Regions from separate parts of the Mus musculus genome. Here region 2 is linked to region 1. The links are chromatin contacts, called in public promoter capture Hi-C maps. All regions are on one chromosome and are shown on one strand. Each heading gives the region's core, a stretch centred on a gene start, on an enhancer-like site or on the middle of the called end of the contact. The rest is flanking DNA. Distances are from core to core; before and after follow the strand shown. Region 1 has its middle 37 kb from the start of Eci2. Region 2 has its middle 170 kb from the start of Cdyl.

The links. Capture Hi-C pulls out chosen DNA fragments and counts their contacts.
Region 2: a promoter capture Hi-C map of pancreatic islet shows a contact between it and region 1. The contact joins two enhancer-like sites. A contact is called at or near these places in 4 of 39 promoter capture datasets (the 3T3-L1 cell line, cranial neural crest, hippocampal neurons and 1 more), 1 of 15 datasets of contacts at CTCF or cohesin (large pre-B cells) and 2 of 9 other capture datasets (adipose tissue and pancreatic islet).

What each region holds. Positions count from the first base shown.
Region 1 is chr13:35,027,686-35,034,508 of GRCm38.p6, forward strand. No RefSeq gene overlaps it. Among named protein-coding and RNA genes, the nearest start is that of Eci2, 37 kb to the left of the region's middle. Within about 2 kb of position 2,361, at least 9 of the 459 cell types and tissues checked have an H3K27ac peak or open chromatin away from gene starts, as enhancers often do. A contact at or near this core is called in pancreatic islet, where this site is marked.
Region 2 is chr13:35,483,886-35,490,528 of GRCm38.p6, forward strand. No RefSeq gene overlaps it. Among named protein-coding and RNA genes, the nearest start is that of Cdyl, 170 kb to the right of the region's middle. Within about 2 kb of position 2,441, at least 10 of the 459 cell types and tissues checked have an H3K27ac peak or open chromatin away from gene starts, as enhancers often do. A contact at or near this core is called in pancreatic islet, where this site is marked.

The sequences.
Region 1 (6,823 bases), core at 1,111-3,610:
AATACCAGGCTGCAACAATAGGTGCTTAGTAAATCCCTAGGAATGTGTTGGAGACAGGGCTGACACACTGTATGGTCTCTTTTAGGGGTGCCACAGATGGTTTGGGGTTTGATTGAACTTTTTTGGTGAGATCTCTCCCTGCCATTCTTCCAAATTAACTGCAGCATCGTTTGAAGCCTGTATCTTGCAGACTGGGGTTGGTACAGGAAGTAGGGAAGGCTCTGAGAGAACCACTCACTGTCAGGCTGTTGCTGTCGGCTTGTCTCCATCTTTCCTTCTGCACCACACACAGATGGCAGGTTCCAGAAACTGCTGGAATTAAGGTGATGGAAATAGGTGCAGCTCTTAAGGACAAGTGTCTGAACAAAACTGATGAAAAAGAACATGGACATGTTGGTCAGGGATCTCGAGAAAAATAGAATCAACTGAAGAGAGATGGAAGAGAGAGATTAAACATTACCTATTTTCTCATACAATATATTTTGATTATATTGTTTTCCCTTCCCTGACTGCTCCCATATCCTTCCCACCTTGCTACCCACACAACTTCATAGTCTTTTTCTTTTTTGTAAAGAAAAAAAAGCAGAAAAATCCAGCAAAAATGAAGATAAAAACAGACAAACCAACAACACCCCCCAAATAGTAAGACAAAAAAAAAAAAAGCACAAACAAACCCCAGCAAGTCTATTTTGTGGTAGCCAGCTACTTTTGGGCTTGCGACCTGCCCTGGTATGTGATTGATATACCCAGTGATGCTCCATTGGAAAAAAAAAAAACTGATTTTCCCTTATTCAGCAGTTACAATAGCAAGTAGCTTCTTGGTTAAGGGTGGGATTTTGTGTTGCCACTTCCCCTTCTCAGTGCTGACATTTTATCTGGTTCAAATCTGTGCAGGTTTTGGTGTGTTGCCCCAATCTCTGTTCCTTCATGTGTACATCAATGCTGTTGAACCTGAAAGATGCAGTTCTTGGAGTCATCTGCCACCTCTGGCTCTTACACTCTTTCTGTCTCCTCTTCACTTGGATCAGTGGTTTTAACCTATGGGTCCCGACCCCTTCGGGAGTTGCCTATCAGATATCCTGCTTATCAGATATTTCCGTTACGATCTATAACACTAGCAAAATTAATTATGAAGTAGGGACAAAATAATTATAAGCGTGGTGGGTCACCACAACATGAGAAACTATATTAAAAGTTTGCAGCATTATGACGGTTGAGAACCACTGTATTAGACCCTTGAACCTTGAGGGGAAGAGTTTAATAAAGACATCCCATTTGGGACTGGGTGCTCCAAAGTACCTTATTTATCTACCCATTGTGCATTTGTGGGTCTCTGTTAATTACCATTTTTTTTTTTTTTGATACGGGTTGAATGATGCTCTGATCTCTGAGGCTTTTGTTTGGCATCCTGAGTTTTTCATTTGGAATTTTATGTCAGTTTGGACTTTTTTTTTAGTGACTTTATGTCTTTATTTAATGCTACTTTCAGGTCTTGAATCGTTTCCACTGTCTTATTCAACTGTTTGTGGTTTAGTGGTTTTCACCGAGACATCTCTTCATATCATCTTGAAGGTCTTTGAACATACTCCTAATTATTATTTTTGAAGACTCTTGGGGCCTAATGCAATAGGTTTGCTGGCTTCTGGAGGAGGCATATTGTCTTGGTTGTTCATGTTTGTGTGTTTCTGGAGTTACGATGTTATAAGCATTTCTTGGTGTAGATACTGGGTCTTATCTTTGCTGGGTGAGTGTTCTGAAATTTGTGGCTGTTGCCTACTCTGTCCTGGCCAAGTGTGGCAGCTCTGGAGTCCCTGTTGCTGTTCTGCAGATTGTTGGGAGTCACAAAGGAATGGGCTAGAAGGAATAGCTGAGAGGGGTAGGTAGCAGGGAATAACTAAGGGGACCCTGGGTCCACACCAAGAGGCTGAGTCTTACCTGAGTCCCAGCCTCAGAATGGCAGCTAGGAGTCTCTGGTAGAGAGAGTTCTCCAGCTCCACAGAATCACAAAGGACTATAAGCAAAGGCTGAAAGGGGCCACCAGGAAAAACTAGGGGAAGTTTCTGAGATAGATTTTGTTTTATTAAGCAATTAGCCACCTGTTAGAGGATTTTTCAAGAGTAAAGTTCAAACGAGCCCTGGAGGCTGAAGACCTCGGGAATTTCAGTTTGAATTTAAGGTGGGCTTCTGGCAGAATTTTTTCTGACACAGGAGACTTGCCTCTGTCTTGGCTTTAATAGTTCTTTCAACTGATTAACTGAGGTTCACTCCCATTATTTACTTTCCTGGGAGTCGATGAATCTAAATTAGTGTTCACCTCATTAAAAACAACTCCACAGGGACATCCAGCATCGTGTTTGACCTAATGTTTGGATACCGTAGGCCAGTCAAGAAAATTAACCATCCCAGCAAGGTATGTAGGAGGGAAGCACCTTAGGAGGTCTGTTTTTATAGCTGTCATGGAAATGTGGGCTTCTTGTTAGACAGGAGCAGATTATCCGTACGTGGAGCCTGCGCTCTCTTCCTGCAGCCCAGCAACTGGGAGGGCTTTGTTTCATAGCTGACATCTTTGTTTTATTGTCACTAGTTGAAAACTATTCTCCATTAGTTTATGCTCAGCAATATAACACACACACACACATTTCTGCAGATATGTTTATGTTTAAATATAAATATACTTATTTGATAGGAATAAATTAAATAAAATTGTAGAGGGATTTTTTTTTTTAAATTCCATATGTGGTGGTTTAAATGTGCTTGGCCTAGAAAGTGGCACCATTAGGAGGTGTGGCCTTGTTGGAACATTTCTATAAGAGTTGAAATATTCAGTTTGGGAATTCCAAAAACATGACCTCAGGAGTATAATAATAATTAAAATCCAACTTTATTTTCTGTCCAGTGCTAACTTTAGGTCAGATAGTAAAAGGGGAAGTTTACATAAGCAAGCACACACCTACATTTATGCAGCAGCATTTTATCTCCCTGTACTGTATATCTTTGTTCATTTGCTTATACTAGACAGTGACTCTTTAACAAGGGGGAATTGCCATGAAGTGTTTATAATGAATAAGAAAGACCTGGTGCTGCCAGATTCAACAGGTCCCAAACTGAGCTCACTTTTGAGCCCAGCTCATCTTTGCTCCAACCCCGCATATGCTTAGTCATCAAGGTATACGTCTTTTGGTGGCCTTAGGAAGCCCCCTTTCTCCTATTTCCCATAGCAGGCCATAGTTCTTAGAAGAAACCACATTTATACTGAAGGTTCTGCAGGTTAACTGGCCAGGAAGTCAGAATTATGAGCAGATGGAAAGTTGCATATGGGGCCAGATATCTTCATCTCTCTTTAGCCCTCTTAATGGTCATTTGCTACCACCAACCTATGAATCAGACCTAACATCTTTGTGATGTCAAGTAAAACTTTTGGGCTGTATTGTAAATTTAGCAGACCATTAGCTTCCACCAAACCCAAGTTAAGAACGCCACAAGATGGCACCTGAAACCTACAGAAGAAATCCCTGATATTCTGTTATAACCACACCTACCTGATGTGCCCACTACGGCATCTATTACGTACATTGACTAACAACTTTCTTTAGTTCCAGGTCTATAAATGTTCAAGTTTTCTCCCTTAGTGGAGCATACCATCCAGGGCAACCTGAATCAGGGTGCCCATGCTATAGCCATCTTTGGCTCAGGATAAACCATTTCTTATTCCTGTTAGAGGACGAGCTATGTTTTTCACTGATACCGTGTCTAGCCATCAAATCCTAGGGTTCCTCCTTCATAGTTCTTGCCACTTACCCAAGCTCCTTATCACTCATGCCCTGAGTCCACAGTAACTCTGAACAAGGTCTGTCTATCTCCTAGCCAACGCTGATTCTGCCAGGCTACCCTCGAGAAATGTACATTTCATCAAGTTACTTCTTGTCATCAACCTCTTCAGTGTGGCCCAGAAGGTGCCTTGCAGCTGGTTCTTGTCTATTCCCCTTAATCTTGTCCCCATTCACATTGGCCCTTTGCTGTTGTCATATAATCAACCTGCTTTCTATAAAGTCACAGAGCTCTCACCTCCCCTCACTTACCTGGTTTCTGGCCAGATGTTTCTTAGTCTGTAGTCACCAGCTGCTGCTCTTTATTCTTCAGAGCCTGTGTTCTCTCCAACCTCTGGGTGCTGAGGCTGTGATTATGTCAGCTGTAGGCTCTGCTCTCCACTGCCCCAGGAGGACGGGCATGGCTCTGCATAGCCTCCTGGCTTCTTCAGAGGTGGGCCCTTCAGAGGTGCTCATTGTGGAGGGGATCTGGCCTTATGAATGAATTAATGTCGTTTTTCTCAAGGCAATGGCTATCTTGGGAGTTTTACTCCCTCTTCCTGCTTCTACCTACTACCTAGCCGCCGTTGTCCTGACATATGAAGCCTTCCATTATATTCCTTATGTTTTACATCTCCAGGGCCTCACCAAAAGCTGAGCATCTTCTGGCACCACCAACATGAATTTCTAGATCCGTGACCCCAAGCGAACCTCTTTTCATTATAGATCACCCATTTACCATTTCTCCGACATGGTAACAGAAACTGGAGTAAAACAGTCAGATCCTCTATTTAGAATATAAAAATCCCAATTAACCCACCTTTCCCCCTCTGTAGCAAAGCTTCTTGAAGGCTCTCAACAACCTATCTTGAGAGATAGCTCTTCTCCTTCATTCCCGAGGGCAGAGAGCATGAACTGCTTTCCTCCACTTGGGTCACAGGCTTCTCTGCAGTCCAAGTATGTCAATAGCCTGAGGCTGGATGCCTGGCAGTGTCTTTGTCTCATGACTGTCATGTGATAGACACCTACTACGTCCGTTTACTGAAAATAAACTGAGGGCTTGGGAAGCACTGTATAGAAATCAGAAAAATAGATATTTTTAGGATGCAAATAAAAATAATTTCAATGAATACCTTAAAATCTATAAAAATTCTCCACCTCAAACAACATAAATAGAATACATTTTCCCCCTTTTGAAGGCTCTTAATATTGCTGGGTGTTCTGAGCAGACAGGGAATGTCACCCTTGAGACATCATCAAGAGGCCCCGGGAGCTGCCTTATGGTTGCTGGAGTGTGGTCTTTTCCCTTTTGCTGCAGTACCAACATTTCATGTATATGTTTCTTCGGTGCATTGTTAAAGAAATACCTGCTGAGGGCTTGCCACTTGGCAGCCCCTGGGCTGAGCACTAGCAAGCACACCACAGTTACGTTCTAAAGGGAAGTCGAGGTGTACCAGTGAGAAATGATTTGAGGAGAGATGTGTGTGCTGGAGGCTTAGATCGCCTGCAGGGTTCCTGATCTACACGGGAGCAGAGAACTTTTGTTTCTTTATGTATATCCTTGATAGACAAATGGACACTTTCCAGATGAAGAGGAAGGATGTATGTGAGGTCTGTGTGTGTATGTGTGTGTGTGTAGTATATATGTACTGTGTGTAGTATGTATATGTTTGAAGTATGTGAGTGTGTATGTATGCATAGTATGTGTGTGTAGTGTGCACAGTCTGTTGGGTATACTGTTCCATCATTCTTGGCCTTGTTCCCTTGAGATTGGGTTTTTCAACCTAGAGTCCAGTATTTTGACTAATTAGCTAGAACAAATGATCCTCTTGTCTCTGTCCCCCCCTCCCCCCCACTACTCTCTTACAATTTTGTTTGTGTGGCCAAACCCAGACCTTTAAAAAGCAAAACCAAAACCAACTCTGTGGGGCAGGAGAGCCGTGGGACAGGGAATAGGGTGAGAGTGAGGGGTGGAGGGGTCAGGACGTGGGGGATGGAGGAGGTGGGGGTTGGGAGAGGTGGAGGGCATGGGAGAGCAGACTAGAGCAAGAGTGGGGTTGATGTGTGTCTTGAAATACATCAGCAGGCTCTGCTGCCCCGGGCCTGCATGCTCTGGTACACAGCCCTGTGCCCCCACCTCTGTATACTCTGGAGGAGGTTATAAACACCCCCCATCCTGTAGCCAGGTTAAACTTCCTCTCATAAGATCACATCAGGACAGCACCCAGAGTTCCTCCTTATGCAAAAGATGCGTCCCCAGTGCCCTTACTCTGAAAGCCCCTATCCATTCCCAAAAGGTATAAGTAGCCTTCAGTCACATGATTAAATGAGCTATCTCGCTGAAGCCTCTCCTATGAGTCTGACATTACACTCATGGCCACCTGAGACCTCTGTCGCTCCTTGCAGTTCCTGCCTTGCTTTTCCTCTCAGGACTTGCTGGTCTCAATTTTAGGTGATTGCACCAGGATGGGCAGGGAAGCAGAGCCAGAATGACATACACCCCTCCCCCCACCCCTGACACACACACACACACACACACACACACACACATACACACACACACACACACACACACACGATGCAAACTCAGTTCCTCGTGCTTACACAGTAAGATCTCTTACTCACTGAGCCCCAAGAAAGAATTTTCTGAGCCTGCTTGGGTATTTGTGTAGTGGGATAGACACCTGTATCTTTCGTCCTCCCCACAATGGCAGCTCTTCTGCTCGCATTCAGGAGAGTTCTTCCTTGAGCATTATAAGTGACTAGCCTTGTGGGTAGTTGGTATGGCCACAGGTGACTCCTGTTCAAGGGGACATACTAGCACACTGAGTCGATAAAGGCAGTCTCCAGAGTGCTCTGAATTACCAGTGAATGGATCTTTGTGGAGGTCAGAACAGAAGGATGCAAGATTCAAGGTATGGACTCCATGTCTCTTGCCTTGTGGCAGAAGTTCCATCACAGGGAAGGAGAGGGTAGAGCCTTCCATTCCCCTCCCCCTCTCTTTCCACATGATCATG
Region 2 (6,643 bases), core at 1,191-3,690, 460 kb after region 1:
CTGGATCCTCCAGTCTCTTGAGGGTTAGGTGCATCATCTCTGAATGAACACAGACCCTGCAGTTCTCTGCTGTATATGTGTTGGGAGCCTCATATCAGCTGGTGCATGCTGCCTGTTTGGTGGTCCAGTGTTTGAGAGATCTCGGGGATCCAGGTTAATTGAGACTGCTGGTCCTCCAACAGGGTTGCCTTCCTCATCAGCTTCTTTCAGTCTTTCCCTAATTCAACAACAGGGGTCAACTGCTTCTGTCCATTGGTTGGGTGGAACTATTTACATCTGACTCTTTCAGCTGCTAGTTGGGTCTCCAGAGTGCAGTCATGCTAGGTCCCTTTTTGTGAGCACTCTATAGCCTCAGTGATAGTGTCAGGCCTTGGGACCTCCCCTTGAGCTGGATCCCTCTTTGGGCCTGTTGCTGGACCTTCTTTTCCTCACGTTCCTCTCCGTTTCCATCCCTATAATTCTTTCAGACAGGGTCAGAATGGAATACCCCCCTCCCTCATTTGATGCCTTGTCTTCCTGCTGGAGATGGGCTCTATAAGTTCCCTCTCCCTGCTGTCAAGCCTTTCATCTAAGGTCCCTCCCTTTGAGCCCTAAGAGTCTTTCACCTCCCAGGTCCCTGGTGCATTTTGGAGGGTCTCCCCAACCTCCTACCTCCCAATGTTGCCTGTTTCTACTCTTTCTGTTGGGCCTCAGGGCTTCAGTCCTTTTCCTTCACCCAATACCAGATCAGACTCCCCTCTACCCGCTAAACCTGTTTAATAAGCAAGTGAAATTTCTAGATCCACTTACAATTAGAAATAACAAGTTCCCTTGCAGGACATAGAGCTGGTTTAGAAAGGAAAATGTGACCCTGAGAGGTATGGGAATAGTAGAGTTAAGAGGACAGAGTCCTTAGCCAGTTTCTGTGTCTGCAGCATGATGACATTTTATGTGAGGTTTTAATCTTCCTTGTGTCATCTTTGTTTTCTTTCTTCCTTATCATGTGCTTTGCCAAATTCTGTAGGCCCTGTCACCTGCCTTCCTCTGCTTTAGGCCAGGTCCTGGGCTCCCCCTCAGGCCTTTGTCTCCTGAACCATTGCTCCAGCTCTGCTTTCTTTCCCGGCCTCCAGTGTTCAGTTAGCTGTGGGATCTTGCCACCTAGATGTCCTACCAACACCTTCAAGCTAGCAAGAGGAAACAGCCCATCCCCCACCACCGCTCACACTCCTCACACTCTTTCCTATCCTTGCGTCTGGTAAATCCAGCTCCTTTGCCACCACTGGCAACCCTCCTGCTCAGCACCTGGCACCTGCTTTTGAATACTTCTTTGAGCTCTGATGCCCTGTCCCTTCAATTCACCCCACCATTTCTGCATGTCCAGGTCTCAACCTTCACCTATACCAGCCTCTAACACATTCTCTTGTCAGTCCAGTCTATGAGTGGTCCAAGGTGCATTTTTGACCTACAAGACATACCTCTGTTTCACAACCATTCATCTTCCTCATTACTGATGAAACAAAATACTCTGTTCATGGTCCAGGCAGGCAAGGGTCTCATTTAACACCCTCCCTCTAATCGACCACAGTCAAATCAGCATCCCTTCCCCCACTCCCTGAGAATGCTGCTTCCTTTCCCTCTTGTGTTCTCATAGCCTTCTTTCTCAAACCCAATGCCATATCCAACTTGTTTATTCTTCAAACTTAACCAAGTTTCTCCTCTCTCAGGCAGGCTGCCCCCATTTCCCTGACTGAAATGATCCCAGCTTTGCCATCTGTCCATCTGCACAACAAATACCTGAGATAAATCAACTTTTAAGGAGAACAGGTTTATTTAGATTCATGGTTTCAAAGGATCCGTTCATAGTAACTTGTACCTATTCCTTTGGCCAGAGGAAACACAGTCAATCTTGACATCAGTGCTGATGGGGAAGACCCATTTGCTTCCTGGCTTAAAAGGAGGCTAAAAAGGAAGAGCAACGGAGGAGCAAGGGTCCTTTGAGAACACCCCTCACCACCTAATTTCCTTCCTCTAGATTCTACTCAAAGGATTCCACCATTCTAAGCAGCCCCAAGGCTTTGAAATTAAACCTACACCATGAGGGCCTTTGAGGGACACTACTGAGGCAAACTATAGCAAACTCCTAAGAAGAGGGTCTCACTCCCTTGGGCTCCATTGGATGTTTAGAAGAATTTAACACAATGGCCATATACTGACACAAACTATGTGGAGGAATTGTCTCTGGTTGCTGGGGAAAGATAGGTCCTTCCCATCAGACTCACCAGTGAGCTCTGAGACACAGCCAAGCCAGCTGGAATTAGGGGAATGTGCTGTTAGCACAAAGTGGCATGTCTATTAGACTGCAGAAGGCTGGGAGGTTGGTAAGAGCATAGAAGCCTACAGGGAGTGCTGGCTCCACCCCCTGCTGACTGCTGGCAAGTCCCTGGATCCTCTGAGCAGCTGTTTCTTAACCTGTGCAATGAGCAGGGCGGTGGTGCGTAGTTGCTATTGAGAGCTACAGGGGAGAGAATGTGCATGAAAGTGCTTGGCTCAGCGCCTGGCACAGCAAATATTCACAAGCCATGTGACCTCAAGAATATGTGCCATGTAATCCCTTCAATCTAGAACACAGAAAATAATTCCTACCTCATAAGATTATTGCGAAGACTAATGTAAATGGATTAGTATATATAACACTTAAAGCAGTATCTAAAATAGGATTCAAGAGGTATAAGAAGAGATATTGATAACAATAAATATATTGGAGATCAGGAGGGATGCTACATGGAGACAGGGAGTTGGCAACTTCCACTGAAATTGCCATGTGTGTGACCTTTGCCCTAACATATTAATGTGAGAACCAGTGGTATTGTTATAAATGTATTAGTTCATCTCAGGTTTGACTAACACAATAACTGGTGATCCTTGTCAGGAGTCATCAAATGTGTCTGTGGCAGATCTGAGATCAGATATTTTAGGTTTCTAGGCCACACGTCAAGATTGTTCAGCTTGCCATAGGATTGCAGAAAGTGTCCATACAAAGTATGTTAACGAGGAGGCTTGGCTGTTTTTACAAGACAGGCAAGAGACCAGGATTGCTCAATATACTGTAGTCAACTGAACCTGTCTCTGTGCAGTTGTTAAGTTAGCAAGCCAGGAATGAGCAAACAAAAGGTCAAAATGAGGTTGTCCATTTCTGGTCCTCCATTTCTCTTTATGTAATAAAGGATTCCCTCACTCAGGTAAGGGAGCAGAATTCTCCTCCACCCATCCCTTCTATTCAGAGAACACCTGGGCTTGGAGACAGAAGGGGAACTGGATGCTACTGGCAATATCAAGGCTGATTGCATCACAAGGAGCCGGGAGACCCACTTCCTGGATGCTCAGGGTAGTCCTGAACCTGCAACAGCAGTGATACCTGGGAGTCCATGGGCAACTCGTAATAGCGGGAACCACACACATCAGTGCTGTGAGAGTCTACCTAACAGATGGATGCTTTACTTCAGCGATACTAGCAAAGCACTTAACTCCTTTCACCCCTTTCTAAAGTATTAAACTACAGTGGGTAGGGCTGGTACCTCTGCTCCTTGACCACTGAAGGTGGTCATCAACCCTTCTATTTACAGAAATAACAAAACTCTCTTTCAGCTACATCTTCCTTGGATTGGGGTGAGCTAAAGTGGATCCTTCAGCCTGCCCTAACCAGCACCATCCTTGCATGTGGAACCTTTTCTACAAGGGAGTCAGCATGCAGTTTGCCTCTCACATCCCCAGTATGGGAGTCCTTTGGTCTTTTCCTTCACAGGCAGCTCAGACTTCTTGGGAGTTTTTCCAGGTTTCCTGGAATCATTTCAGAAATGGGCTTCACGGATATTTTGTCGGAATCCTTCTTTTTTATTATGCTCTATATATTGCAATAAGATTATTTCTGAATCCAATTCCTTTCTCTGCCTTCATTCAAATTACACCCACAAATACCTAGAAAATGTTCATTTTCACCCAAAAGCAAAGACTGGGCAAGAGCAATAACGGAACCAAACTGTCACCCACAGGAGGAAAATGCATAAGATCTGTCACATTGTGCTCTAGGAAATAAACAATGGAAAATGAAAAAGAATTGTTATTATAACTTCTCAGAGCTTCTATTCTTGGCTTTAATATATAGATATTTTATTTTTATCATGTTCTCCAGACACCCACTCTTCTTGTTTGCCTAGCTCTGACTGTTTGCCAGATTAACTACTGCCCCCAGAAAGCCAGAAAACACCCTGCAAGGGTCTTGGAAACCTGAGGAGGAAGAAGCTACTCACAAGCACACCTACACGTTGAGTGTGAATTATTACAATTAAATTTACATATATGCACATGAACACAAGATGGAAAGAACTTAATAATTAGAAAATGACCTCTGAGCTGTGACGAAAGGATGGACCATCTAGAGACTGCTATACCCGGGGATCCATCCCATAATCAGCCTCCAAATGCTGACACCATTGCATACACTAGCAAGATTTTGCTGCAAGGACCCAGATAGAGCTGTCTCTTGTGAGACTATGCCGGGGCCTAGCAAACACAGAAGTGGATGCTCACAGTCAGCTATTGGATGGATCACAGGGCCCCCAATGGAGAAGGTAGAGAAAGTACCCAAGGAGCTAAAGGGATCTGCAATCCTATAGGTGGAACAACAATATGAACTAACCAGTACCCCCCGGAGCTTGTGTCTTTAGCTGCATATGAATCAGAAAATGGCCTAGTCTGCCATCAGTGGAAAGAGAGGCCCATTAGTCGTGCAAACTTTATATGCCTCAATACAGGGGAACGACGGGGCCAAAAAGTGGGAGTGGGTGGGTGGGGGAGTGTGTGCGGGAGCGTGGGGGGGATTTTTGGGATAGCATTGGAAATGTAAATGAAATAAATACCCAATAAAAAAAAGAAAAAAGAAAATGACCTCTGTAGCCTTATGTGGAACCTCATTGCTAGTACCAAGAGTCCCCTGTGACCTTCCCAATGATAAACCCACTCTCTCCCATAACCCCTGGAGATATGCATCACCAAGAGATGACCTCTTTACCAGCTATTATCTTCTTTAAATATGTCCTGCTTACATAGCCTTATGAACCTCCAGTCTTAACCCCTCAATTTATGGGATTAAAGGTGTGCACCACCACACCTGACTTACTTGTTTTAAAATTTTACATTAAAAAACTGTGATTAAGTCTACTTAGCAAGCTTAGACACAAAGGAAAAATAGCCCAAGATTGAATGAATACATATAGATGCTTGATCTAAACTGGGGGAGAATCATGTTTAGTAATTCCCCATTCTAATGTGTAAAGTATTTAATGATTGGCTCCATTCGTATAAGAGACTTACAAGCTGGTGCAAACAACACTTTATCACCCATATTTTGTGAACCAAATTTAAAACACTGCTATTTATAAAAAGTTCCAAAGTTTTCTTTTTGAATATATTTTTAATTTATTCTTCAGGAATTTGATACACATAACAATCTGTCTTGATCAAATCCATCCCTATTACTTCCCCCTCCATCTCCTTTCAGATCTTGCCACTATTCCTCCATCCTAACTTAATGCACTTAGACACTGAGTCCAAATAGGTGATGGTTGTATGTGTATTGGTGTAGGGTCATCCGCAGTTGCATGGGCAACCTACCTAGGGCAACATCCTTGAAGAAAATTGATGTTTCTTCCCCCAGCAGCAACCATCAATAACTCTTTGGCTAATGGTGGTTTTTTGTTTTTTTGTTTTTTTAAGTTTCTTTCCCTAACCATGTTGGGAATGTTTACTGGCTTGGTCTAATGAAGGTCTTGTGTGTACATCCACAGCCATTCTAAACTCATGTGTACAATAGGCCTTTCATGTCGGGAGAAAAATGTCTCACAGTATTCCTCCACAACCTCACAATCTTTCTGCCTCCCTTTTCATAGTGATCCCTGTGACTGGGCGGGGGGAGCACTGGGATGCACTGGGAGCACTGCAGTGATGCAGATGTCTTACTCAGAGTTGAGCAGTCCATAGTCTCTTGTTCTCTGCAGTTTCACCAGTTGTGGGAGTCTATGTCAAGTTCTATCAAATGAAAAACAGCTTCTTTGATAAGTATTGAGGGCTGCATTGCTCTTTGTATAAAGATAAGTAATTAGAAAGCAACTTGACACTGTATCCATTTAGCATCACTAACAGTAATAGGTTCTCCCCTAAGGCATATGAATTGTCAGACGACAGGCTTTTTAATGTAGTTAACATCAAAGGCAGGTATGAATTCTGTTTTCTGGAGTGACTCTTAAATCCAACCAGAAAGCAGCTGGTTACCCTCCATGACGTTCATGCCACTACTACATGAAGTAAGTGTATCTTGTTAAGTTGGTTGCTATGATAGCACTCAGCATTCACAGCTGGATTAAGTCTGCTGATCACTTTTCCCCCGTAGAAGCCTGCATAGATCCTTCTAGCACCATGAAAACTAATTAGTGGGGAAGAAGCCCTCAAGTTATTGTCATCTTGACTTGTTTCCATGTTCTTATGACCATCAACTTCTGTAGGGAACCAAGAGCCTGTATTGTTTGAGAAGGCTCTGGGACCCTTTAGCCAACAACTTGAAAGTGAGTGTCCCAAACCTGCCACCAATGCATGTAACCTAAAATTCACC